Linked DNA regions of Mus musculus: all the other regions are linked to region 6. Evidence: chromatin contacts called from public Hi-C, HiChIP or PLAC-seq and promoter capture Hi-C data. All regions are on one chromosome and are shown on one strand. The core of a region is the stretch at or near the end of the contact, and the rest is flanking DNA. Distances in the headings are between cores, read along the strand shown.

Region 1 (4,386 bases), core at 798-3,297, 730 kb before region 6:
TGAACACCTACATAAGACTTTTTTTTCTTTTGGAGACAGTTTAAATCTCTGCCTCTAACTGAAAGCCACACCTCATAGCCTGAATGCTAGTAAAACAATCATCGGCATAAATAAAAAGTTAGTTCCACGGGGGCCACAGGAATTAGCTTATTTTGACAAGAAGAATTTAAAACACAGTTTCTTCACATTTGGGGATTATGATACCCAAGAGATAACAGAAAAAAACAGCCTGCTCTCCAGGAGCCCAAACTTCTAAGTTCCCTGTCTCAGAACTTCCGAGCCTGTCTGCAGGGTTTACCTGCCTGAGAGATAAGAAAAGGTGGTCTTTGCTGCTCGCTATCAAATACATTAGCTACTGGCTTGAATCTGAGCCCTGTTGTATATGGCACACATAGAAGTTTCTTTAAAATAAACTTAGTATCCAGATTGAACCACGAAACAAAGTTATAAGTTCCAAGAAACCTAATTATATAGCATATAATTTGTTCTTCAACAGAATCTTTTCAACTTTGTAGAAAAAAAATAGAACTCTTAATTTTTCAGACAAAACAGCAATGACAGTTTATCATAAAACACAAATCAAAGAGCAAGCCCAGCAACTGACCTCAACTCATCTCTACTTATTTCAGAAATGACAGAGAATTAGGTAGAGAGAAATCCTACTTGTGTTTGTATCTGCAACTTGGTGACACTAACGATTTTGTATGAATAAAAAACAGATTTATATTTGAACATAAATAGGTCTCCCTTCACCCGACTCCCAAGACTTTCCCACATATTTTCTCTAGGCAGCAGTGAAGGTAAATAGAGTCTTTCTTTGCAGTATGCTCGCCAAACGGTCTAACTATTGAAGTTTTCCCATTATCTAGTTGATTTGAGAAATCAGAATGAGTGTGTTAATCTTGTTCTGATTTATTAAAGAGGAGTTCCAGGGGAGGGGGAGACTTAAAGAATTTTGTTATAATTTTTGATTTCCTATTTTTTTTTTTTTGGACAAAGCAGAGATTCTGAATTTTAATTTTTCAATTTTTTTCTCTACTATTGCAGCCAAGCAGAAAAGAAAAATAAAAGTTAACTTTGTGGTGTTTAGAGTTCAGCTTTTGTTCCTGCACTGAAACCCATTAAACCGATGCAGACCATCGAAGTGCCCCTGGCGCATCTTTCGCCATTCATTAACTCTCTAAATGGAAAAGAAGGTCCCCTTTCTCATTCACAGGGACACGGAGGTGATATATCTGTAAGTGGTTGTTAGGAAAGAATCAGCAGCCTGACCGAGAACCACACTGTCACACAGAGATCTCAGCGTCTTTAAGCAGAGCCTAGAGGCTTTTCTTTATTCTGTACCAACACAGTCACAAGGGAAGTCCCCCACACACCGTGCATGACAAATACAACCTCCCAGGGTCCCAAATTCCAGGCGCAAGAATGGCAAAGAGCAATAAATAGAAATACATAGACAAAAATCTGTATGGATCTATGAAAATCACCCCCAAATGCGCTCTGATTTTTAAAAGGGAAGGGAAGATTTTTAAAAATAAGAAATACTGTCTAAACAAACACTTAAACAATAAGAACGACTGCTTTAAAGACAAAAGCTGACCTACTGACCTAAAAATCCATTTTGTATCAATTTCACAATTACACCTCTCCAATTCTTTTACCTTGTTTGTAAGATGCCAAAATCATGTTCTCATCTTCAACTTCAAACACTGTGTCCACATCTATTTGCCTCTCGATTAAAATAGCCTTCAGTTTTCCGAAGTCATTTGTTTTTAGAGCCTCCAGGAAATCTTTCTTAACTAATTTGGCAGCTCCAGCTTTGCTGATAGGGGCAGTGATGCCGTCCATCCTCGGAGCCCTGTGGAAGCGGAGCAATGATTTATCAGGAGAGCAGCACCCAGCACACAGGCAAGGCTGGAGAGTCCACAAACTGCCGGCTAATTTTATCCCAAAGTTATGCTGACCCGTTCTATTTATATAGGGATCATTTCAAACTTCAAAATATCCTCCCAGACTCTCCCTGAGTTCTCAGGTCCTTTAAACTGGAGATACGTAAGCGGGTCCCTTCCGCTCTACGTGGAGTCGATAAGCAGGAAGGCTTCTGTGACACATTTCCGAGCATGAAATGTCACAATTATTTCTTACAAGACCAAAGTGAAAGTGTAAGATTTACAAAGCTCTTAATTCTCTTTATGTTTTCTCCTCAACAAAAAACATCTGGCGCCTGGCTGGAGCCGCAGTATCTTAGTCTGACTAACTAATAGCCCCAAATGAGAATTTGTTTCTGTTGTTGATACACGTGCTACTGAAAACCTTTAATGATTTTGTGAAATGAGCCTGTAAAATCGAGCCTAATTATGCACATCTAAAAACAAACAGAAGGTTTGTCAGTAACCTACACTTAAAAATTTTTCAATATTATGAGAAAAGCAGGGCGGGGTAGTGAGATGATGGGGGGGGGTCATTTTAGGGGAAAAAAAGAACCTGAAGAAACAAGAAAATCAATGCAACAAGTGAGTGGACTTTATTGAACCCTGCATTTTATTTCTCAAGTCAGTTAAAAAAAAAAGCCATGTTTGAACAAATTACAAAAACAAATACAAGCTGGATCTTACTTTCTACTATGAGCTTATTGATTTGAAAATGTGAGTCAGGTATTTGGGTTCTGTAAAAGAATCCTGTTTGTCCTCAATTAAAGCAATGCCTAATCAATTAGCACACTGTCTCACACATCCTCTGTCTGTTTACATAGTGCTTGTGTGTGTGTGTGTGTGTGTGTGTGTGTGTGTGTGTGTGTGTGTGTGTTTGCTAGGGATCAAACCCAGGGACTCACACAGCTTGTGTTTTATTACTGAGCTAACTCCATCCAAGGTCTTTAACACTTTTGTTTTAAAACAGTTCAGACATGTAAATAGGACAGAGAGCAAGGGACAAGAGGCACAGAGACAGAGAGAACACAGGGAACAAATGTGGCCCAAAGTTAAGCAGCTGGTTACTGTCATGGGCAATATGCAGTTACCTGCTAGTTTTTATTATTAAAATTTCTCCCTGTTAGTTTTTCAACAGAAAAAGTTAGAGACAAAACTGAAGACTTAATTTTACTTATTAGTGTCTTTAATGTCAGAAAATTATCAAGTGCTAACTAGTATACAAATTAGCTGCAATTTACATATCATGGATAGGTTCAGAAAAATGATATAAAAAAATCCCTGCAGTACTTGCAGTGTGAATTTTTTAAATTTTTCAATAACAAATATGTCTATAAACGCAACTGCGAATCAGCATACCCTTTCACTTGATGTACTGATGTGGAACGTAAATATACAAAACTGGCCAGTCCTGAGCACAGAACTTACCAAATCATAACAATTTTCACATTCAACACCCAGACCCAACAGAGTAGTTGTAAGCCCACCAGAACCCCCTCACACACTCTTAGACGGGAGAGTCAATCTGCCAACACCCACTACCATGACTTCCAACACTGAGGGTCAGTTCTACATACTTTTTAAAAGAACTTTTATTTGAAATTTTAATAGTTTACTCATTTAAATTTTAGATACATACTTCAAAATGATGGCTCCAGCAAGGGTGAGATGATCAAGAGACACGGAAACGAAGAGACAGGGACCTTCTGTCTGCTCAGCCCTGGCTCTAGACCCCAGGACACTGTTAAGACCTTTTGCTTTTGTTGAACATATATTGGAGACTCTTCTGAGAGGCTTGCCTGAACTTAGCCCCAGATACCTTCTTCAGCAAATACTTAGTGGTGCTTAGTGTATGACAAGTCACTTATTCAGAACACTGGAAATGTATCAATGAGAAAAACATACAAGAATCCCCACTGAAGTAGACTTTTGTGTGTTAATGGCTTAGGATCTTCTCCATCACTTGTCCAAATGGATTTTGTTCACAAAGTTACAAACTTCTTTGAATTTCACACAGAATGTGTCTTGTGACAATTACATGGATCTGATCCCCTTCACAGATACCCCCACCCCTACTTTGCTTGGCAATTAAGTAAAGGGCAATTTAATTTTATTCCAGACAGATATGTTTAATATGGTCCAAATACATAGCAGTCTCTTTATATAAGTAGTCACAACTCTAGGAGTTAAGGGTGTCCTTGCCAGTTCTGATGTTCCCTGTAAAAGGACATTCAGGAAGTTGTGATCATTGCACAAACAATATTTAAAACACTGGTATTTAACAATCAGCACATAAAAGACTATGCCATAAGTTACAGGTATGGCCAGACCCATGTGAGTCTGGAGAATAAAGGAATCCTGAATAGGCTCACCGTCCTCTGGAGCCCCATCCTTGAACTCTATGCAGGGTGGTAGAGTGTCTCCTTCCACTCACTGGGTCTTATTTAGCTTTAGTCAC
Region 2 (4,511 bases), core at 107-2,606, 840 kb before region 6:
AGGAGGAACTTTGATGCTAGACCTGTGCCTGCACAAGTCCACTAAACAGCAGAGCACTGGAATCTGGGGCAGAGTTTGAACTAGAGGCAGAAATCAGACATCAGTCCTGTGACTGGGTGAGCTCTCATGGGGGAAAATGCAAAGAGTGCACCCACCGTCATCTATGACTTTCATAACACCCCAGTCTCCTCATATGCAAGGGTCGAAGGCTAAGGGTGCCTTGGATAACAAACTGCCCTTGCAGTTTATTACTATTAGTAGTTCCCATTACATTGCATTTGCAACCAAGTCGTTACAGCGTCCCTAAACACTGGCTTCATTCTACAGTCCATTTAGAGTGAACGGGAGGACGAGAGAGGTTAGGATGAGAGTGTTATGACCCGCTAGCATGTTTCAACAGCAGTCATTAGGGAGGTCAATATTGGGCAGTAACAAAGTAGGGTAGGATGCACTGAGCCTCTGGGAAATGAAAGAGCCCAAATAACTAAAATATGCTACTGGTGCCTGCTAGTGACAAAGGCTGCTTTTTGGAAGGAGGGCAGCCGCAATGAAGAAAGAGCTTTTGGAGCAGACTGGGGAGTGGAGGGCGGTCAAGAGCAAACTAGAAGGCCTTAGAGAAAGAGGGGAATGACAGGGAAGGGGGACTACAGGGCCAGCCAAACCCTCAGCAAATCGCTCTTTAGTTTGCATTTAATTAACAGGTAGAAAGTGTTACAGGAGAGAAGTGAACTGGGATTTTCCACCACATTAATAATAAGCCTATTTAGGCAGTTTCTAAACTTGAGCTGTTCGCTAAGAAGAAAGTGGATAAAACTGTAGGGTGGTCCTTGCTTTCGAGGTCCAATGGCAAAGAAGCCCATACTTTAGTAAGCAGATGATTGGCTACTGTAAAAGTCCCGCTCTGAGCGAACACCAATGCACGCTCCGCGGTGAGATTCTTGGAAACAGTTTCTGGCTAGGAATGCGTGACATTGAGATGGCTCTGGAGTTGTAAACAAGGACAAGTCTGGGCGGGCCTGAAGTCCTAGCGACCTGGGATCTATCCCAAGGGGGCCCACGTCATCCCGGATGCCTGCTGTGGCTGCTCCCCCTATCCCACCCCAACCCTCCTCCCTCTCACCCTTTGCCCCTTGCAGGCCATGGAAACCGTGTCGGGATCACTGTGCCAGGCCTTTCTAGTGACCGCGGCCAAAGGGAGGAGCCCAAAGTTCTTTCTCTGAGCTGATTGGTGTGGCCCCAAGTTCAGAGTCCCAGAGCCTCCTCCTGGCTGGAGTTGTGGAGAGGGCGTGGAGGTAGATAAAAGGCAAGACATCGGGTGGTGGGAAGACCCAAGTGTCAACCCTTCACCCAGGCTCGAGCACCCGGGACCCTGGGACCACAACGCACTTGCTCCCTCTCGACCGCGCTCCTGACCCGCAGCCCTCGCCAACCCTACGGATCCTAACCACCGCCAGCCTAGGTGGGCGTCAGGATGAAGGCAGCCCGCTTCGTGATGCGCAGCGCCAGCTCGCTGAGCAGCGCCAGCCTGGTCCCCAGGGAGGTCGAGCTGTTCTCCCGCTACAGCCCGTCCCCGCTGTCCATGAAGCAGCTGCTGGACTTTGGTGAGAGGCGGGCGACGCAGGGCCCAGGAGGGTGGCGCTGAGGCTGGGGAGGCCCCAGGATGGGAAGGGCTGAGTTCAGGGCTAGGACGACTGAGGTCTCTTTGACCGAAGAACTCGGGATTCTCAAAAGGCTGTGCACCTGTTTTCCTAGTTTGGTTACTTTCTGACAGTTTGTACCAGAAAGGCTAAGTCACTTGTAACCATACTGATGCTCAACTTCGAATCTACTTTTCTCTTCTCACTGTCTAGATCATTTGAGTGTGTATATATATATATATATATATATATATATATATATATATATATATATATATATATCCTTTCAGCCACCATTTTAATAATGGACTAGAAGCTAAACTAACTCCTTTCTTCCCAATTTCCTAATAACACAAACTTACCTTAGATTGATAGATACAGATTTAAACTCATACTCCCCGCCTCCACACACACCCCGCTGATCTCTTGGCATGCCTAGCAGGCATCTTTACTATTTCTCCTTTATTGTTTTACAAGTATTTACATTACTACTACTACTACAAAAAAAAAAAAAAAAAGACAGTTACTCCTTTTCTTCCGCGGTGGCATATGGAACATTTCAAGATGTCAATGTGGTATTGTTTGTTGCTAGTCTGGAAAGGCCTCTGTCTCCTTCTACCCAGACCCTTTCAGGTTCATACTCATTAAGGGTGTGTTATTGAGTTTGTGGTACAGGCCCTGGACTCACGCATAGAAATAACTGGAGAGTGGTCTGATTTCTCCACCGTGGGCTTATTTTTTTCTTTTCATAAAGAAAATAAACAGTATTTCACCTATATTGGTCACTCTTAAAAAGTGAAAAGGGGGTGAAATTGGACAGAAAGAAAAAGGCACTAAAGATCTAGCTTTAAAGTGTCTATAAGCACTAAGCTAACTGTAGTTAAGATATTATTTTACAACATCCTTTGTATTTGCTATTTAGTCTCAAATTTTCCCCCAAACTGAACACGCTTCACCCACTACAGGTTCAGAAAATGCCTGTGAAAGAACGTCCTTTGCTTTTCTGCGGCAAGAGCTGCCCGTCCGCCTGGCCAATATCCTGAAGGAGATTGACATCCTGCCTGACCGCTTAGTGAACACTCCTTCGGTGCAGCTGGTGAAGAGCTGGTGAGGACACACGGTTTTGAAGTCTCTGGCTTTAAAAGTTACCTGAGCACCACTTCTTAGACCATATTAACAGCGTGCTTGGATAACAGGCGGTCTTAAGAGAAAATAGTTTTGAAAGTTGTAAGTAAGTTTGTATTAACTTAGGGCAGGTTATCATTAGGATTGTTATAAATCTACAAATAGATGTTTGTTAATATCCTAAAAAAGAAAAAAATCGTTCCCCTTCACTTTGGAGGTGTGTGGCTTCTGTTTTTGCTTTTCTTTTCCTTTTCCTTTTCCTTTTCCTTTGTTCCTTGTTGTTATTTGGCTCTTAAGACCGGCTCTGGTGAATCACAGGCTTCCTGGAACTCCTAGGATGACCTTGACATCCTTTCTACTTATCTTCACCTCTTAGTTCCTGGGATTATAACCATGTACTACCATACCCAACTTCCATTACAATATAATTTGGATGTATGGGATAAGTTTGAAGAATAATTGGCATAATGGATTTTTTTTAATTTTTGTCCTTTACATAACAAAGGATGGAATCTGAAATTGTACAAACAATCCTTTGCCTAGAAATTGATGTAGATGTCTGCTGTTCGGAGAGGGTCTACGTTTTGTTCCTTATCAGCAACTAGCAAAGTGATCCTTGGGTTCAAATTCTGCCTTGGCATCTCCCTTAGCATCTTAGCAAGTGCCTGAACCCCTCCCTGCCCGCCTATTGTTACAAGAGATGCTGCGTATAATTAAAGGGAGTAATTTATTTCTTAGACAGACAAAGCAAGCACGTGGCCAACATTCAACCTCGGTTACTTTGACTGTTTTCTTTAAACTAAGAGATGCCTAGCAAGCAGATGTTTGGAGGGCAGATCCATGCTATAAACTGTAGTAGAAAAAGAGTCCTACTCTAGTCCATTGACTGACTGACTGTGCAGCATACCAGTGATTGGAAGAAATATGGTATGCCAAAAGAATTATTCCAATCTGAAATATTACGTGCAGGCTGTGGTACCCATTGCAACTGTCAAGACTTTAGCTCTCCTGCAAGACGTACAGTCAGGAAAAAGAAAACAGAATGATTTAGGTTTTTCTTCTCTTTTTTATTTATTCTTTAATCTTTTTTTTTTTTTTACAGTCCAGACTTTATCCTCCTCCCAGTCCACCCTCTGACTGTTCCACATCCCACACGTCCTCCCCCAATCTCCAAAAGGATGTCCGTACCCACCCCACCCCACCCCACCAGATCTCCCCACTCCCTGGGGCCCCAAGTGTCTTGAGAGTTAGGTGCATCTTCTCTGACTGAGTCCAGACCAGACAGTCCTCTGCTCTATATGAGTTGGGTGCCTCATATCAGCTCAGTGTGTGCTGCCTCGTTAGTGGTTCGGTGTCTGAGAGATCCCAGGGGTCCAGGTTAGTTGAGACTGTTGGTCTTCCTATAGGGTCGCCCTCCTCCTCAGCTTCTTCCAGCTTCTCCCTAATTCAACCACAGGGGTCAGCAGCTTCTATCCATCGGTTGGGTGCAAATATCTGCATCTGACTTTCAACTGCTTGTTGGGTCTTGAGGGCAGTCATGATAGTCCCCTGTCTGTAAGTACACCATAGCATCATAATGGTGTCAGGCCTTGGGTCCTCCCCCTCAGCTGAATCCCAATTTGGGCCTGTTGCTGGACCTCCTTTTCCTCAGGATCTTCTTCAGTTTTGTTCCTGAGGTTCTTTCAGACAGCAACAATTCTGGGTCAGAGTTTTTGACTGTAGGATGGCAAGCCCATCCCTCCACTTGAT
Region 3 (4,264 bases), core at 936-3,435, 600 kb before region 6:
GTGTTTGAAACTTCTGTATTTCAATTTGCTGGAGGAAGGAATGTTTCTTTTCAGGCTACACCTGTTTGTATGTGGCCTCCTTTTGTGTTTATTGTTTATAAGATCCCTTGCCTCAGGGCTGATGGGAGCCCTGGGATGTATGCTTGTAATAGTGTGTGTGTGTTGTGTGTTTGGTGTATGTGTTGGGTGCAGCGTGTGCAGGCCCGCACTTTCGCCATGGTAGTGCAGGCTTTTGCCGCAGTGGAGGCGGGACAATCTCCTCAGATTCGGTTTGCCGCTCTAAAGAAATAATGCTGCGTTATGCCATGGGTTGCGAGGCTAAGCACTGCACAGAGGATAGCTTGCTGTTGGCTTCCTGTGGAAGGCATGTCTGATTGCATGAAGGTTCAGTGTCCTAGTTCCCTTCCCCCAGGAAAAACGACACAGGAGCTGGCCAAGACCTCTCTGGGTGATGAGCCCAAGGGATGGTTTTGTGTAGGGCCCCTATGCTTGCACACTGGGGATCAGACCTCTACCTTCACCCAAGAGGCTTGCTTGCAGCAATCAAAATCGGGCCATAGATTAATCAGCATCCTGGCCTTCTGATGCACCTGCTGCATGCAAACAGGACAATCTCCCCAAGTGTGACTTGGCATGATAGAGAAGTAGTCAGTGACGGATAAGACTCCCTGGGCATGTCACCAACCTAAGACAGGGATCAAACCAATGCTGTTTGTCTCCCAAGGACGGGTAAGGGGCATTGCTGCAGGGGGCAATCTAAGACAGACATTCTCTCTGCCAAACAAGAAAAAAGGGGGAAATGTGAGGAGTGGGTGTGGCAGCAGTCCCAAGAAGGCGCCAGGGACTGCAGCTAAGTCTTATGTCTTGCACCTGACTTCCTCATACATCTGAAAATAAGCCACAACCATCATGAGAGCTGCGCAGGTGCACCAGGATACTGGCGAATCCATTTTGGTGGAGACATGCCCCTGCTGCCCTGATTAGCTGAAGCTGCGTGCCTGGTGAGGTGACGTGGCCTGCTGTGAGTGGATGAGGGCTGAGAGTATATAAGAGTGAGAGGCCTGGGTCAGAGAAGGAAAAAAGATGAGAGAGAAAGTTGAAGTGAGAGAGATGAAGACGGAAGTTTGCTGAATAAACTGTTGTTAGAAGGACTGGTGGTCGTGTTGTTCTTGCTGGTCAAGAGCGGACGCTACACCTTAGTCCTATAAAATCTACCTATTTCAAAAAAAAGCTCTCTTTTTAAACTGAATTCTGCTGCTGCTACCTCCTATTAGTAACTAAAAAGAGATGATCCTTGAAGGTGCGATGTTCCCTAAACTCAAGTGTCTGGCCATCTTCAGTCTCTCCAACAGTATTGTTTATCTGAAAGGAAAGTTTGCTCTTCATTGGAAAGACCTGAAATTCACAGAAGAGTAAGACTCTCCCATAAAAACGATATATTGTTGTTGATGTTATTATCATTATTATTATTAATATTATTACATTCTGCTCATCTTCCAGATTGCCAGACAGATGGACTTGTCTACCACCATGAAGGCACCAGGAAGTTCTGAGCCAAAGTTCAGAGCTCTGGTTCCTCGAGAAGGATGAGCCAAAGGGCTCGTCTTTCAGGATTTTCTTCTTCAGGGTGTATATGGAGCAATTTCTCCTCTTACATGCAGCCTGCCAGAACTCTGAAGCTTTAGTCTATGAACTCTGGCTTCCCAGGCAGCTCTCTCACATCACTCCACTGGAGAAGCTGAGGTTAATTGAGTTCTGTGACTTTAAGAAACAAATTTTCCACACCGTGAGGATTCCAGCTTGTGAGTTCAAACCTGAATGGTCCAGAGTTTAGCTGACCTTAGCCTAGGCAGAAATATGTTCTTGGACCGCTTGCCTGGAGAGCCAGCCTTAGAATCTGCACATTAAAGTGGCCTTGAACCATCGCTAATAAAGGTGGACTTGAATCAGAAGAACAAAAATCCCCTTGAAACTCAAGTAGACAAGTGGCTTTGAGCCCTCCATGTGGAGGTGGCTTTGAGCCTTGGCGCAGGAGAGAGCAAAACTCCCAAGACTGCTAGAAAGGATCAGCACAACTGCCAGGAGGTGCAGGCAGGCGGGGCACAAGGGACTGATCAGTGGGCGGGACCCTGAGTCCGCGCCCCAGAGCGGCACCAGTCTTCCTGCTTTTTGCCTAAGGCACCCAGACACCATGGGGAAGCTTGTGGCGCTGACCTTGCTGGGAGCCTGTCTGGCCTTAATAGGGGAAAGGCTGCTGAATTTTAGGTGAGTGGGCATCTCCATGGAGATGGCTTCAGCTCTTTCCTTTCTAGTCCACATCAGGGAACTCCTGCTTCCAACTTCCTAGCGTTTCCTTCCGGAAAGGAGCAGTTTTGGAACCTCAGTTCTTAGTGACCTTCTCCTTGAGACTCGTTCACTAGCAAAGGGGACAGCTGCGTGCCTTTCTAGGCTGCCAGGGTAGGAAAGCCCACGTTTGATTTCTGAAGGTTGGGTACCTTTTCCAGGTCTTCTGCTACATTGCCTTTGTGAAAGACCAAGTCATTTGGAAGTGTTGGACTTGGGGGAGGGGATCAGACTAGCAGCTGGGTGTTTATAGCTGACTCAGACACTGAAAGTGCGGGCCGTTCCAGAACCCATGCCACATTGGAAGATGAGCCAGGAAACAGGGAAGAGAGCTGAACCCCGCGGACAGGAACTGACTTGAAGGGTAGTTGACTTTTTGAAGTAGAAGATCCGGCAGGGAAACCCTCCCGGAATTACTGTCTCAAGCAAACTCAGTTTGATCTGAAAGATTTTTTTTTTTAAAGGTGGGTTCTTCTCCTCCCTCCCCTTATTGCTACTTGGGGCTAAGGCCTCTGCTTGTCATCTAGTTGTTTTTATTCTTTCTCTGAGGAGTGACTAGTCTCAGAGGTTCGCTGCTGCAATCTGTTCAGACACTGATGTCTGTTGGCAACGCTTTCTAGTCCAGCTTGAGAGGGCTCGTTGTCCCGCCTGCTCCCCAAACAACAAATGGCAGAATCTTCAAATAGTAAATTTAAGAGTGGTACAGCTAGGAAGACTAACACTTGCCTCCCCACCCTCACCCCCAAGTGTTAAAACCATACCTCTAAAGGATAATTTTTATAAATGATCAAAAGATAAATCTACCTTCAGTCTTCTTGAATACAGTTCAATTAATATTTTAATTTCTACCTAGTATTTAGAAGTCTATTTCAGTGCAAGGTAAGAGCGCTGTGCTGAAAAGCACTTTGGCTAACTAATGCCTTTAGTAGTGTCAGGTCCATAAGGTACCTTTGCTAAGATAAGTCAGCATAAGCTTAGTTGAAATGAGGAAGTTAGAGCTAAAGTTATCAGTTCAGCTCCTTGGAGACCTCAGAGAAATTTGGAATTTTTTTCTCCCTACTGGAGGAAGGAGGTCCAAAGAAAACAAGAAAATATGAAATGGGTAAGTACAGATTCATATTAGGTAATAGTTAAGAATATGATGTAATGCTGTTTGTTTGTTTTTTGTAATGCTGTTTTGTTCCTTTAAATGAAGAATAGTGTTCGGTTCTGCCTAGCATTAAGTGGGGTCTTATATTTCGTATAGAATTCTACTTTATTCTTTCAGCAATAACTGTGAAGTTAGCTTCTGTAGGCACAGTGGTTACGTGAGACATATTATGTAACTATAAACCAGAGGCGTTGTTACGGCCTCCATGAAAGGCAGTGCCATAATTGTCACATCAGGAAAGTGACTGAAAGACCTCCCTGCCTGTTCCAGGTGTCTACTTGGGATGAGTGCTTTGACCTCCATGTTGCTTTCTTCCTGTTGATTTTTATCTTCTACAGAGAACGAGTTAGTACAACTCGAGAAATAAAGGCCACAGAACCACAAAACTGCCACCTGATTGAGGGCCTCGGTAAGTACAGGGCAGGACCAAGAAGAGGGAGCAGAATTTCTTGGTCATCATTTCCCTGAGTCTACTAAATTATTTTATTCTCTATTACTTCTTGGTGTGGCTTCCGCACAAACAGGATTCTTTTTCAGAATACCCCGATGTATAGTCTCAACAGAGCATCCACAGACCAGCGTCTAGATGGCTTTTCTCAGTATGTCTCCTTAAGGGCATTTCTCCATCATGTGATGAATTTCAGTTACTATTTCTTCTTTGCCAACTCCCTCTCCCTCTTTCCCCTCTCCCTCTCTCCCCTCTCCTCCCCCACCCTCCCCTTTCCCCCTCTCCCCTCTTCCCTGTCCACACTCTCCTCTCCCCCTTCCCCT
Region 4 (4,755 bases), core at 1,315-3,814, 920 kb before region 6:
CCAAAGAAGAGGTGTTACCTCATTAGTTAACATTTCCATACTACGGCATACTTTATAGCCCTGTAAAGCCTTACGTTATGAGAGCATGGATGCTGCTGTTTTCTTTGGCTGCTACTTTACAGTAGGAGGAGAAAGCTGGTCCTCACCACAGCATCATGCAGTACGCTCAGCATCACACAGCTCCTAGTGGACAGAAGCACAGGCAAAGGCAGCCTGGAGCTCCTGTTCTCCTCAGAAGGGCAGCCATGAGCCAGGTATCCATGCACGTTGATTCAGCATGAGCATGGTCTACATGCCTGTAAAACACCAGGAGCTCAAATTTCTGCCATTGTTTGCTGACTCTTGAATGCTTTCCTCTCTAATATTTTTAATTTGTACTTTTTTTCTGAAACATATGTAATTCATGTAAAGGTTGCTTCCTGCTCCAATCCATAAGTTTTGATATAATAATCTTTTTGTTGGCCCACATAATGCATAGCAACACATTTAAAATGTTCTGAACAGGGTGATTACCTTTTGGTTTAGTTTTTTTTTTAAATTTCATTCTCTCATAATTTGAAAATATCTGCATAAAGTGGACTCTAGAACCAGAAGTGCTCATTTACACTGCTTTGGGAACCATTATGTGTCCAAGTTTGTTAAATATTCTGCATATGTGTGAAAGCAAATAGCATTTATACTCTTTGTGATTTCTCTAGAATTCCCTTGGGATTCTGAATTATTAAATCAGATCAAACTTGTTAATTTTTCTGCAGCATGTGATGAATATTTATAAATATTTGATGTTTGTGTTCTTATTTCTGAATTAATATCTGATGGTAATGAATTTTTCTACATTTGTGTGTGTGTAATGTATATACATGTTTGTATGTGAGTATAGAAATTCATGTGCGCACGTGCACGTGTGTGTGTGTGTGTGTGTGTATGTGTATGCGTGCTCATGGAGGCCATAGGCCACTGTTGGTGTCTTCTTTATTGACTCTTCACTTTGTTTTTGGAGAGAGGGTCTCACCAAACCTAAAGCTTGCAGTTTTGTCAAGATGGAACAAAGCACCTCTCTCCCCAAATGCCAAGGTTATAGATGTGTGCCATTGCACCCAGCTTTTTGTGGGTGCTGGGGATCTGAACTTGGTTTCCCTGACATCTCATCAAGCTCTCTTTAAATATTTTGTTCCTTGTTGCTATATACTGTACATTTTTACTCCTATGCTCATGCATTTTGAATTTTACTTACAATTTAAAATTATCAATTATATTATATTGTAGCCACATTAACTCTCTGTAGTTTAACATTTTCATGAGAGAATTTTCCTCTCTCTCTGTCCTATGTCTTAGTTTTAGTGTAACTCTTTTTTTCTTTTGTTTATGTACATGGGTATTTTGCCTGGATGCATGCATGTGTACCATGTGTGTGCAGTGCCCTCTGAGGGAGAAGAGAGCATCTGATTCCTTGGAATTGGAGGAACAGGCAGTTGTGAGCTGCCATGTAATTGCTGGGAATTGAACCTTGGTCCTATGGAAGAGTAGCCCGTGCTCCTATCTGCTGAGCTGTCTCTCCAGCCCTTTTGGGGAACTCTTACGGTAGAAGGATTGATATTTCTAAGGGTCTATCAATGTTTTTAATGTAATAATCCCTACAATTCAGACACAATTTCAGATCTCATCTTTCTTTCTTCCTTTCTTTCTTTCTTTCTTTCTTTCTTTCTTTCTTTCTTTCTTTCTTTCTTTCTTTCTTTCTTTTTTTTTTTTTTTTTTGGTTTTTCGAGACAGGGTTTCTCTCTTTAGCCCTGGCTGTCCTGGAACTCACTTTGTAGACCAGGCTGGCCTCGAACTCAGAAAACCACCTGCCTCTGCCTCCCGAGTGCTGGGATTAAAGGCATGCACCACCACGCCCGGCTTGATCTCATCTTTCAAGTAATCTCTTTTGTTGTTGTTTTGTTTTGTTTCATCGGGGTCCCACTATGTAGCCCAGGCTGCCCTCAAACACAGTACTCTTCCTTCCTCAGCTCTCCAAGCTCAGGGATGTAAGCATTCAACTGCCTTTCTAATTATTCTTTAAAAAATGAAACTGATGGTGTTACCATCCGTGATGATTTCGATGTGACATTGTCCTGAAAACAATATATATCTTTACATGATGGCGCTATTTACCACTTCCATGGCCCTTCCTGAGAGAGCATGTTTTAAAAGTCATTATTCATTTCTTGGTCTACCATTTTAGTGAAAGTGAAATCTGACCAGACAATCAGCTTAATCTGGAGAATAATTTCACATCTTCTTGTCCAGGGCCTACTCAGGTTGCAGTGTCAAAGATGGCTTAAGCCTCAGAAATGTATAATCTGAGGCTGGAAAGCTAAGGGAAGGCCTCCAGTCCTGGGAAGCCTGCGTTCCTGATTTGTTGATGGCTGCCCTCATTTGTTATGAAGGAAGTTCTAGCCAGCCCAATGGTGTCTCTTCTTGTTAGGGCACTAACCCCACCCTGAGGGTTCCATCCTCAACACCTCTACAGCATGTAGCTTGGAACGATCCCAGCACTCTATTCATGTCCTGTCTCATCTACCTGTCAGTGCTGACATCCAGTCTTCTAGTTCAGTAAGGACAAGGTGTGTAGCCTCCCACAAGCCTGAAGCAGGCTGAGCCAGAATTTGACCTTGCTGCCACTAGGGAGATTACCTAGGGTGGAGCCTTCCTCCCTAGATCATTCTATTGTTCAGCCACTGTTGCTGTTCCTCTTCAAGATACTGCTACCTGCTGAGAGGCCCCCTGGAGCTATTCCGGAGACTAAGCCCTATTCTGCACATCATCACCTGCAGCTGGTTCCAGGCTCCAAGGATGAATTGGCGGGAATGGACTTTCCCCCCTCCTTTATAAAGCGTGTCCGCCATTAAACTTTTGAACCTTGAGCATACTAGTTGTCTTGGTTCCATTATTTCTCAACCCGCCTAGGCTCCCTCTTTTCTTTCAGTTCCAAGATGCCTTCCAGGCTCGAACCCAGACATGAGAGCCGCAGGCCGGCCCCAACAAAGGTGCTCATTTGTACCTCAGATCCTCTAACAGCATCAACTTCTGCCTTGGGTATTCCAGCCTTGTGTTCTCACTATTGTACTGGAACCTAGGGGTTTCATGTGTTTCCTTGACCTAAGACAAAGCCTTATCCATGACATACAGAGTTCCCCCACATGGCCAATATTACTCTTCCCTCAGAGCAGGGACCTCTTCAAACCAGGTTTCACCACTGACTTGTGTGAGCTGAACAAATTTAAATCGAGTTAGAATGGGAGAAAGTAGAGATGCATAAAAATATCAATTCATCGCATACAGTCATTCTGAGAAGGAGCAATTAGAGACAGCAATGTGCTGCAAATTAGAAACGCTCAATATAGCAAAAGCAAACAGAGGTTCTCTAATAGTGGGTTTTAATTATCATAAATTGATATAATTTATTTTTGTCTAAGGATATTAAAGTATATTATAACTACATTATAATTCCTCAAAGAGGCCATGAATACTTCTAACCCAGCAACCACAGAACAGTAAAAGGCCATTTGGGATTTAATTGTAAACTAAGTATTATTGACTCCCCTTTTAGAGATTACAAGTGCACACCCTAGAATGTTTAAGCAGAGCCTTCTCAGGAAGTGTGTTAAGTAGTAAGAATGGTCAACTTCAATACTGCATTATCCAGGAACCCCAGCTCAGAAGTAAGAGGAAAAAGTTGCATAGATAAGCAGCCTTGATTGTAGGCAAGTTGTACCCTGGGGGTTGAGAGAGCAGAAGTCTCTTCTGTTGTCTTGCTATGCTCCACTGTCATTGGTTGGTTGGTTGGTTCTCCAGAAATGAAAACAAAAGGCGGGGGAGGGGTCAGTTCAAAAGGTTATTTGCTGTCAAGTATGAGTTCAAAGCTAGCATACTTAGTGCCCAGAGAAGACATTTTGAGGAGAGTTGGAGAGGGTCTAATTGGTTAAGAGGTACAAGGAAAAATCTTTAATATCCTATGGCACAGTAGGTAGGGTAAATCAGTTGACAATTAGTTGAATGTTTTCAGTATCTTCAATACAAAGAAATAATTATCAAAAGTGAAGGATATTCCACCTATCCCAATCTGCTCTTTTCACACCATATAACATATTAAAACATTGTACTGTACTGCTCAAAATTGATAATTATCACTTGCGATTTTTTTTTAAAGTACATTAAATTTTCCTTTAAAGAAAGAACTGTTTAAATGCTTTGCAGTCTGGCATTACCTGCTAACATTTTATGTTGCCAAGAAAAAAAAAATCCCACTAATTAAAAATAACTTTTTACCCGTTTGTCCCACATACAAAGTAGTGAAGAACACTAAACCATTCACCACCTGGAACAGGGCTTTTGTGTCTTTGGTTTTCTCTTTTCTCTTAGGTCAAGGACTCATGAGGAGTGAATTGTGGTTGCAAGTGATCCCTGACATTCTCATGTAGTGAATTCCATCTGATTTCAGAACGTCTAGCAACCCGATTTGCAGTACAGCACATTTTGGCATTTCAGACCTGAGGCTTCACTCTGACTGGAAAGCACAAGAAGACAGGAAAGCAGTCATTCTGTCATAGTGTTTCTTGCCACATGGATGGAGGAACACAGGAACACCATGGTTGTATCATACCAGCTCAGCTCTTGGTCCTGAGGCTGGGCCAGAGCCTAATGGTTTAGTCCATCATTGTCCGTTGTCATATATTGGCATTGCAGATTTACTCATGTGTTATTCAATTCTGTTGG
Region 5 (4,646 bases), core at 2,043-4,542, 640 kb before region 6:
GGGTTTACATTCTTAATATTGCCCTGTAAGCCCCCAAAATCTGAAAGATAGCTACGTTATTCAAGAAATTCAATTATTAATCTAGCATTCTTGCAGTAGAATAGCTGAGTTTTTTATGTCATATATATATATGATGGTGGCAGTTAGCCCAATGGTTGTGTATAAGTTCTTCGAGAGAAGCTGCTTCACCTTGCAACATCATCAGAAAGTGTGATGACCTGGACTGCTCGTGTGTGGAGTACAGAGTGGTCCTGACCTGACTGGCTCTGCTAACAGAATCAAAGCAGGGCTCGGCTGGAGTCATTCAATGCTTAAGAGCACTCTCGCTTCTTTCCGAGCATACAGGTTGGATGGCTAACTCCACTCAAGGGGATCCAATGCTCTCTTCCTGCCTCCATGGACACCTGCACACGTGGAAGGACAAAGACATATTACTTTTAAAACCAACAGTCTTTCAAACTAAATAAGTGAAGCACGACTTCCCTCAGATACTCGGAGGGGTGTGCCGAACTTCAGACCGGTGTTCCCAGAACAAGAAGTCGTCAGAGGCTGGTGTTGACTGAAGCCAGCCATTGGATTTCTGTCTCTCAGCTGTTGTCGGGAAACACTGTTAGGGCAAGTCTGGACTTGGTGAGAATTACTATAACACTCCACTTAATGGTGTCTCCCTAGGCATTAAGAATAGCACCGAATTGTAAAACTCCATGATCTGTTACTTAACTTTAGGACAAGTGGGGAGGCGCTTTGCCCGGCTCTTGCCCCACGGTTCCGGAGGCATGTCTCACAATACATGAGGCATACTTTTATATACCTCTCAGATGAGTCAGGAATCCTAGAGCAAACTCTCAACCTTAAGCCAGGAACTTAGGTAATAGCACCACGCCCTCCTAAATTTTGATGGTATCTGCAAGGTTTCTCCTGATGATTCATGCCACGGATGGTAAAATTCAATGCCTGTCTATGCAGTCAGTCAGAAGCGACATCCCAAGTTGGATCTCTTCACTTAAGAGGCTCGTGGATGATTTAAAGGATCCGAGGGTATATTTTAGAGGCAGGATACTTAGAAAGAGAAGAAAAACACAAATAAGTAGGTTAGTTAGTTCAGAGCTGTTGATAATTTTGGATGAAGGTAAAAAACATTGATTTGAAAGGAAATTTTGCATTTCTTTCATTTATGAAGGTAAGAAACTACTAAAAATTTTTGTTACCAAAAGAAGCAATAGTTGTCACTATAGTTGTTACATGTATCTTTAAATAACATACCTAACCTCATTTGAATTTTTTTCTTCAGCCTTTTATCTAGTTCAGACTAGTTTTAAACCCAATATTCTCCAGTCTCTGTTTTAGCTTCATGGTGAGATTCCAGTCAGTCACCAGCCCTGGCCCTTTATCTTCCTTTGAAAGAATGTTTCTAGAGCTTTCTGATTTGCTGTGCTAAGATCACACCTAACTCAGAGATGCCATTAAGGGCACAGGGTGGCTCCCATGCCAAGATGAGAAGGGCTGTGTCATTACTGTATTTCTGTGGCATACACTCACTTTCAAAGCACTTCGATAATCACATTTCAGTGCACTTGATCCCTTTGGCAATCCTACCCACCTAACTGTGTGCCCTGACAAACAGTATTTTGCGAAGTTATCTGTGATGGAAAGTGCATAAAAAGTACATCTTCTGGGACTTTGAAAGAGCAATTGTTCAGCTGTCTATCAGACAGTGGATACATCCCAGAGTCCCTTAGGGCTGGTCACAGATGTGTGGAACAGGAAGATCTCTTTCTTTTCCCTTTGGTGAGGGGCCAGGTACAAACCGGCATCTGCTTTTCCTTAATGGTTGGTTACAAAACAGAAACCTGGCCTGATGTGCCAGCATCTGCTGGTAATCCTCACGAGGGCAAGGCAAGAGAGCCTCAAATCTGAGGTCACCTCGAGCTGCAATAACAAAACACTGTCAGAAAAGGATGGTCCCCGGGAACTGACTGTGTAGCTTCTGCAAACATTGCAGGTGGGAATTAAGCACTGGGAACAATTAGGAACTGATTTCAAGTTATACCCAGTAGCTGTCGCAATCTCAACGAGTGCCCTCCCTCTTTATATTTTTATAAGTGTATATCAATAAGTATTAAAATGAAAAGGGAGAAAGAAGAGAAAATTGATTAGTACTCCAGTGAGTCCCGAGTTTGTGGTGTTTTAGTCTAAAATCTTTTTTTTTTTTTTTGGTTTTTTTTTTTTCGAGACAGGGTTTCTTTGTGTAGCCCTGGCTGTTCTGGAACTCACTCTGTAGACCAAGCTGGCCTCAAACTCAGAAATCCACCCGCCTCTGCCTCCCAAGTGCAGGGATTAAAGGTGTGCGTCACCACACCTGGCTATAAATCTTAATATAAAAGGATGTAATTCCAACTCTAACTTCTTATATAAGACCTGTCCAGAACCACTTTTTTCCCATCTAAAAGAAGAAAAAAAAGGAAAGGAATATTTAAAATGTCTGAACGAGAGAGATGTCTCAGCACTAAGAACACTGGCTGTATTTCCTGGTGTAGTGGGCACCCTTTTCTGACCTATGTGGATACCAGGCATGAATGTGGTGCATATACTTACATGCAAGCAAAACAACCATGCATATGAAATAAAGAACTAAGGCAAAACATATTACTCTAGGCAGGGCCTTGAGTGGCCCAAGAACTTGGCATATGGAGGTAGACAGATCAGAAGTTCCCTACCAGCCTGGACCACATGAGACCTTATGTTCAAAACAATAAGAACATTTAAAAGTACAATTTTAATAGATTTCATATATATATATAATATACTTTCTGTGTTGTTTAATAATTACTATCTAAATATATTTTATATTTAAATATAGAAATGTTATACACACGTATGTGTAATAACAAAACTAGTGTATGACTGTAGATATGGCTCAGTACTAGCCTAATATGAACAAAGTCCTGAGTTTGTTTCCTAGCTTCTCAAAGCCAAAATTATACACAACAGAGGGGGAAAGTATCCTCAAACACCAGGCCAAAACAGCAAAAAGCAAGCCCAAACTTAACTAAATTAAGGGAACTCCGCAGAGGCCACCCTAAAGTTTTCAGGGAGCTGAGCAGGTGCAGCTGCGCGAGGATCGGAGGCTTGGCGGGGTGTTTGTGAAAGGAATCAAGTTCAGTTGGGTTCCCACGCGGGCATGTGCGGATGTGCTCCGAGGACGAGGCGCCGGGCGGAGCCTGGGCTGCAGAGCCGGCGCTCGGGGCGGGGATCGGGCGCGGCTCCGCGCTCGGGGCGGGGAGCTGGCCCAGCGTCCGGAGCTGCTCGGTCAGGCCCGAGCCAGACGGCGGGCCGGTCCCGCACCATGGGCCGGATGGTGGCTCTGAGTTTGCTGGGCATCGGGCTGGCGCTGCTGGGCGAGCGGTTCCTAGCGCTCAGGTAGGTGCTGCCGAGGGTCCCGGGTCGGGAGTCCCTAGGCTGGGACCGCCGAGCTGATTGGGGCGCTCGCGCGGCGGGTGGGAGGGGGTGAGAGGGGGGGAGGTAACTGGAGAGAGAGCTTGTTTAGTTCGGGGGGGGGGGGGGACCGGATGGAAGGAAGAACTTCGGATAGCTACCGGTGCTCCGTTTAACCGACCCAGTCCACTTCCACCAAGACCTAGACACTTTGGGAAAAAGTTTTCCAGCGCTTGCTGGTGCCGAGGTTCCTCTGCCTAGGCTGACAAGAGAGAGCTTTGCAAATTCCCCAAGGGCAAACCCAGTGCTTTAATTTGAAAACAAAACCATTACTCATGCGTGGACGCTCTAATTATACAGCTTCATTTTAGGTCACTGGTGCTGTTCTGCTCAGCCGGAACCCATCCCTCCCCAGCATTAATAGTTGGTGAAACTTCAGGGTTTCCGTCTTGGCGCTGGAGATCAAAGACGCTTGAGAGAGACAGCTACTGTTCTTACATCATTTCCTTATTTATTGACCAGAGTCCCAGAAGCAGAGCGAGCGATTGTTTGTTCTGGGTAGACATCATACTTTCAAGTTACCAATTCAAACTTTATAAACTTCTTGCAAAAGTGTTCCGGAACAGTAGTACTCAGCTCCTTATAGGGTTAAAGAGAAAAGACAGTCTTCTGTAGGCGTTCTGGGAGGCAACGTAGACTCAGATGAGGAAGGCGGGCAAGTCTGAAGGGTGTGCTTCACACTGGGCCTCTCTCTAATAGGCAAAAGGGAAGCGCCGGCACTCATTGGTTGTTTAGCAGCAAACTGCTATGAGTCTTGCATTGTACAAATAAGCCCGAAGGGCACAGCAACGGGGCCTGGATATTGGGATCTCCCGGAGTCTTGACGTCCAAGTAGCACCATGTGAAACATTCTAATTCAGTTGGTTCTGATAGGGCATCGGCCTTGGGTTTTGGGTGCTTTTCTAAATTTTAAATGAATTCTTGGTTTTGAGACGAAGTCTCACTGTGTATCCTCTGTTTTGAAGCTCAGTCTGGTCTCAAAACTCAGGATTCTTTGGTCTCCTGACTTCTGCTATTATAGGCACACGCCAGCATGACAGTCAGATTTCCTTCTCTTCTCTTCTCTTCTCTTCTCTTCTCTTCTCTTCTCTTCTCTTCTCTTCTCTTCTCTCCTCTCCTCTCCTCTCCTCTCCTCTCCTCCCCTCTCCTCC
Region 6 (4,520 bases), core at 1-2,500:
TGGATGGCACCGGAAAGTTGTCCTTCCACAGACACACACACACACACACACACACACACACACACACACACACACACACACATACACTCACACTCACTCACACACACACACACACACTCACACTCACTCACACACACACACACTCACTCACACTCTCTCTCTCACACACACACTCACTCACACACTCTCTCTCTCACACACACACACACACACACACACACACACACACACTCACACTCACTCTCACACATATTCTCTGTCTTTCTTGCTCACTTTCTCTCCCCCCCCCCCCCCTACAATGGAAAGGTAGTATCTTAATAGAGAAAGACACTAAGGAATATTTTTAGGTGAGAAAAAGCTCAAAACTCTGGTATGTTTTATGTTAGGAGGGGAAAAAAATAGCAATTTTCTTTGCCATCTTTGAAACAAATTTTCAAGAACACAAGAAGCTAAGAGACAGGATTCCTTGTAGTTGGGTGGTAGAAAGCACAAGAACTGGGCAAACCAGGAAAACCTGAAACTTTGTGCTACTTCTCCTTAGGACGTTTTACATTTTGAACTACCAAAATCTATTTCCATATAACAATAAATACATAACCAAACATTTTGTCCTTGGAAGAAGTTAGTGACCGGTGCTGGTAACTACACAGCCAAGTGTCTTGATCTTGGGAGAGAGGTTAGTGGCAGGTGGTGGCTCCCGCATACCTTCCCATCTCAGCAGACTTTCTGTCTCCTCTGGCTTTTAAAGATAACCAGAACCCTGGAGGCTCCGCGAGGAATGCCGACCCTCTGGAACCTTCTTTCTGATCTCACCGAGTGATAGACCGATCTCTCCACTGATTTTTTTTTTATTTTTTTATTTTAATGGCTAGATTCTTCCTGTAAATGAAGCATGCACTCCCGCTTCGTGGCGGGATCACTGCGATTTAAGTTTCTGTCTCCTAAAATGTCCGCTCTTACTCACAGTCCTGCTCGGATTAGAACTGTGGAAAACTATGGAACCCCGGGCCTGGCACGGAAGACTCAAGGCCGTAGAAAAGAATTAAAAACTAGACGATTACAACACAGAAGAGAAAAATAATTCACAATGACTAAGTAAGACTCAAAAGCAAGCTATCAGCACATCCGTGAAAGTGCAAAACTCCGGCCAGTGTCAGCCATATCGCTTTTGGCTCACTGACTTAGCAAATGTAGGCGTGAGCTGCTAGAGGGACACAGGGTGACAGAAAGCTTTTGTCTGCACGCTAAAACCCTCACCAGAACGGCCATCTTTCTTGCACACCGTGATTGCACACCGTGATTGAGCTGCGGGAAGCACTAAGGGCTGGTAGTTTTTACAGGAAGACCTTAGAATTTGCTCTCAGTCACGGACAGTCGGGGCTCTGGACATTCATACCTACATTGGCGGGGTCCCAGACAACACAGACAGTGTCACAGAAAGCCCACAGTAGCACATTTCAAAAGGAAAAAAAAAAAGTGACGTAAACACAAAGTGTCAGTAGGCTACTGAGAACGACTAGCTTTGCTGTGATCCGAGTTCTTTCTGAGTTAGCTAGTTATGAAATGAAAACCAATGCGCTGAAATGAACTGTTCTATGCTGCCGTACACACTAGAAAGCAGCAGCCACAAGTTAGACAACACCTTGATTAAAATAATTTTAAAATCCTTATATAAGGATATTAAAAGTAAGCACATTAAACTTTTTTTCTACTTTGCTTTTTAATTTTGTTTTTTTTTTTTTTTTGACTAAGAGAAATTATGATTGTGTGAATTTTATTTTCTTTTGTTTGTATGACTAAGCCATTCTTTCTGCATCGGAGATTAAAATTAAATTATATTTTGTCTCCCTCCATTCTTTGCTTATTAAAATACTGTGTTCTCTGTATTATTAATTTTCACATACATATGACTATCCCTGTTTTTTTTTTCTGTTTTTTGCATGGAGCATGAGAATTTAATTGTAAATTCTGGTTTATCATTATTATTAACTATAAATGATCCCTTAATTTTTTATTTTTGTTTTCAGGCTTTAGTAACTTGTATGTTAGCTCCAGAGATCTTTAAGTACTCAGCCAAGGTAGGTTATTGCGATTGTCCTGGAAGTGTTGCTCTGAGATGCCGGCTATAAATGCACTATATAGGATGGCAGTGGACAGATAACCCCCACTTTAAACCTTGGGAACAGCCTTGGTGTTATTAGAAGTTCTGTCTGTCTGTGACTACTGATCCCAGCCACGGCCAGGCATGACAAAGGTATTAACTGACCATACACCTTTTCAATACTTGGCATCTCTGATGGACAGTCTTAGTTCTAGGGTCCCCACCACCCTCACTATGATTTCTTGACACTGTTGTGACACATCTTCTTAAGGATCCTGGCACACACACTGTTCTGTGTGTAAATGTCACAGCCTGCAAAGGGGCTTTGTCTGTGGACCCCTGCTATGTCATTTCTCCCTTCTTTTTCACAAGTATTTCCCATAGCCGATCTTTTAGACATCTAATTCCTTTTGCTTTCTGGGTACACAGCAGGCAGCTAGAGAAGTTTGAGAAGATAGATGGTAAAAATGAAGTTACGTTAGGAGGCCAGAGTATTCTGTTCAATTGTCAATGAAGAGCCATTATTAAGTAGAACATGGATCATGGCTACTCAGCATAAGATGCTAATATAATTGCCAAAGCTTTCCCGGAGGTTGATTTGATCAAATGTCCTAGAGGAGGAAAGAGCTTTTACAAGTGTGATAATTGGGACTTTTGAAAGTTTCAAGAAGAATAAGGACAGTGAAGAGAGTTCTGTAGACGATGTAGAGGAATTCTGGGCAGTTAACAGCCATAGACTAGGTTTTAAAGCTGCAGTGTCTATTTGGGAACTTCCAGAGAGGACCTCATATCCTGAGATGCAAAAGCAACACAGCTGAGAAGTAATTTCAGGATTTAGTGACCTGAATGTTAGCTCCAGAGGTCTTTAAGTACTCAGATCGGGAACCCACTGAATGTAAAAATATCTTGTCTTTTCCTCATACAGTTCTATGGACATTAAACACGCATGCCGTTGCTTCAGTGAAAGAAAGAAATAACCAGGCATTTGAAGAAAATTTGACATTGATACCTAGAGACCCAAAGTATCACGACAGCTGTGGAGGTGGAGGTGGGCCACCCAGGGATGAAATAAATAAGGTTCTGGCTAGAATGAGTTTATCAGTTTCAGGGATCCACTCAAAGCCTATCCTGTGAGTAGTAGCCGTAGAATTTACCTGGATTCTGGGTTACCCTCAGTTGGATCCTTTGCCCATGTGGCAAGAACTATCATAGAGATAAGTGTGAATGGAAGACAGTCTATAGACCTTTTCACTGGCTATGATGGTAAGTTACACACAATTCTTATACTTGGGGTAATGGCAGATAAGACTTTAGCCATCTTCCAGTGCTCCAAAATGTGGTTTTGTGTTATCTTCATTTGTCATGTTTCCACATTATTAAAGATAATATCCAATCAACTTGGTTAATGGAAGAGAGATTTGTTCTGGCTCACAGCTGTAGAGTCCAAGAACAGCTGGATCCATCCTCCAATGTTTCACTTCACCCTGGCTTTAACACTGAAAGTTTCCATGACCTCCTAATAATTCTGTTAAATTATGAATTTATCTTTAATTAGGTCAGAGATCCTGTGATCCAATAAGCTCTCAATGATTGGCTGTACCAACAGGTTGCACCTTCGCACATGAGACTTTTGTAGACAATGTACATATAAACCATAATAGTGCATTATTATAACTCTAACATTATGGCACTGTACATATTCCATAGATCTTGAGGAGTATCAGTCCATTCATCAAACTCAGACCTGTAACAACCAAGCTCATCTGTGCTGTGCTAGGCAGGATTTCATTATTAGAACAGACTGCTAAAGATCCATGTACATGGCCACTGATTTAGTAAATGCTTTTCTATTTGGCTGTCAATATTATGTAGACACACGCGCACTCGCTCGCACGCATGCATGTGGACACACACACATTCACACACCCCCACACACTCACAACCCCCCCACCCCCCCACACACATACACTCACACTCATGAACACAAACACCAGTATTCATTTGACAGAACAGCCTGAAGCATTCTGGGTGGTCTATACATTGCAGGCACATAGTCTAACAGTAGTATACTATATTGAGGACAGAACTCTGCTCAGACTTTGGTAAGATACACATGCTCTGGGCTATGGGTAATGCCCTTTAAAAACAGGCCAGGTTATTCAGTGTAACTTAGAAGTCCAGCAACGAATACTGTGCCCAGATGTGTTCACTGAAATAAAGAATACAGCACTGCACCTAATATCTCCTACTGCAAATAAGAAAGACAAGCTTGCCTAAGCTTTTTTCTTTTTAAGTTCTAGAGACAACATATTCCTCTCCAAAGAATACTTCTCTGGCTGTATGCCAAGAGAGAAAAGAGGCAGCCAGCTTTTAGAGGAACCCTCATGTCAAAAGGCTTTGCAGAATAGAATACTTAAAA

The links. Promoter capture Hi-C pulls out the DNA fragments that hold promoters and counts their contacts. Hi-C and Micro-C count contacts between places; a contact is called where the count stands out from the background. HiChIP or PLAC-seq counts read pairs in DNA pulled down with a chosen protein or histone mark.
Region 1: an H3K27ac HiChIP or PLAC-seq map of embryonic stem cells shows a contact between it and region 6, with 7 times the contacts expected there. The contact joins the promoter of Asb4 here to the enhancer-like site in region 6. A contact is called at or near these places in 29 of 39 promoter capture datasets (the 3T3-L1 cell line, 3T3-L1-derived adipocytes, the C10 cell line and 16 more), 5 of 15 datasets of contacts at CTCF or cohesin (the NIH/3T3 cell line, embryonic stem cells and stem cell-derived epiblast-like cells), 72 of 484 Hi-C or Micro-C datasets (the G1E-ER4 cell line, cerebral cortex, cortical neurons and 15 more), 23 of 115 datasets of contacts at active chromatin or transcription factors (bone marrow-derived macrophages, cardiomyocytes, craniofacial prominence and 9 more) and 3 of 9 other capture datasets (embryonic stem cells, liver and macrophages).
Region 2: an H3K4me3 HiChIP or PLAC-seq map of embryonic stem cells shows a contact between it and region 6, with 9 times the contacts expected there. The contact joins the promoter of Pdk4 here to the enhancer-like site in region 6. A contact is called at or near these places in 8 of 39 promoter capture datasets (cranial neural crest, embryonic stem cells, hippocampal neurons and 2 more), 2 of 484 Hi-C or Micro-C datasets (both in embryonic stem cells) and 4 of 115 datasets of contacts at active chromatin or transcription factors (cardiomyocytes and embryonic stem cells).
Region 3: a contact with region 6 is called in a promoter capture Hi-C map of embryonic stem cells, with 3 times the contacts expected there. The contact joins the promoter of Pon3 here to the enhancer-like site in region 6. A contact is called at or near these places in 12 of 39 promoter capture datasets (the HPC-7 cell line, cranial neural crest, embryonic stem cells and 5 more), 2 of 484 Hi-C or Micro-C datasets (both in embryonic stem cells), 4 of 115 datasets of contacts at active chromatin or transcription factors (embryonic stem cells and stem cell-derived neural progenitor cells) and 3 of 9 other capture datasets (adipose tissue, embryonic stem cells and liver).
Region 4: a Hi-C map of differentiating embryonic stem cells shows a contact between it and region 6, with 4 times the contacts expected there. The contact joins two enhancer-like sites. A contact is called at or near these places in 1 of 39 promoter capture datasets (embryonic stem cells), 2 of 15 datasets of contacts at CTCF or cohesin (embryonic stem cells and stem cell-derived epiblast-like cells), 10 of 484 Hi-C or Micro-C datasets (differentiating embryonic stem cells and embryonic stem cells), 3 of 115 datasets of contacts at active chromatin or transcription factors (all in embryonic stem cells) and 1 of 9 other capture datasets (embryonic stem cells).
Region 5: an H3K27ac HiChIP or PLAC-seq map of embryonic stem cells shows a contact between it and region 6, with 8 times the contacts expected there. The contact joins the promoter of Pon2 here to the enhancer-like site in region 6. A contact is called at or near these places in 4 of 39 promoter capture datasets (embryonic stem cells, hippocampal neurons, liver and 1 more), 3 of 484 Hi-C or Micro-C datasets (all in embryonic stem cells), 6 of 115 datasets of contacts at active chromatin or transcription factors (astrocytes, embryonic stem cells and stem cell-derived neural progenitor cells) and 2 of 9 other capture datasets (adipose tissue and embryonic stem cells).

The regions. Positions count from the first base shown.
Region 1 is chr6:5,388,071-5,392,456 of GRCm38.p6, reverse strand. Asb4 (ankyrin repeat and SOCS box-containing 4) reads right to left here and starts at 2,047. Exons shown (of 5, transcript NM_001355662.1): 1 at 1,662-2,047. The coding sequence starts at 1,848.
Region 2 is chr6:5,493,123-5,497,633 of GRCm38.p6, reverse strand. It overlaps Pdk4 (pyruvate dehydrogenase kinase, isoenzyme 4), which reads left to right and starts at 1,356. Exons shown (of 11, transcript NM_013743.2): 1 at 1,356-1,601; 2 at 2,603-2,744. The coding sequence starts at 1,472.
Region 3 is chr6:5,254,154-5,258,417 of GRCm38.p6, reverse strand. Pon3 (paraoxonase 3) reads left to right here and starts at 2,185. Exons shown (of 9, transcript NM_173006.2): 1 at 2,185-2,265; 2 at 3,832-3,902. The coding sequence starts at 2,192.
Region 4 is chr6:5,574,975-5,579,729 of GRCm38.p6, reverse strand. No RefSeq gene overlaps it. Among named protein-coding and RNA genes, the nearest start is that of Gm34470, 14 kb to the right of the region's middle. Within about 2 kb of position 2,564, at least 5 of the 459 cell types and tissues checked have an H3K27ac peak or open chromatin away from gene starts, as enhancers often do. A contact at or near this core is called in differentiating embryonic stem cells and embryonic stem cells, where this site is marked.
Region 5 is chr6:5,296,986-5,301,631 of GRCm38.p6, reverse strand. Pon2 (paraoxonase 2) reads left to right here and starts at 3,292. Exons shown (of 9, transcript NM_183308.3): 1 at 3,292-3,420. The coding sequence starts at 3,347. It overlaps Gm52887 (a long non-coding RNA gene), which reads right to left and starts at 1,345. Exons shown (of 4, transcript XR_003956397.1): 1 at 190-1,345.
Region 6 is chr6:4,655,786-4,660,305 of GRCm38.p6, reverse strand. The region is part of intron 1 of Gm38761 (a long non-coding RNA gene); the gene reads right to left. Among named protein-coding and RNA genes, the nearest start is that of Gm38761, 3.5 kb to the right of the region's middle. Within about 2 kb of position 1,250, at least 5 of the 459 cell types and tissues checked have an H3K27ac peak or open chromatin away from gene starts, as enhancers often do. A contact at or near this core is called in differentiating embryonic stem cells, embryonic stem cells, extraembryonic ectoderm and 1 more, where this site is marked.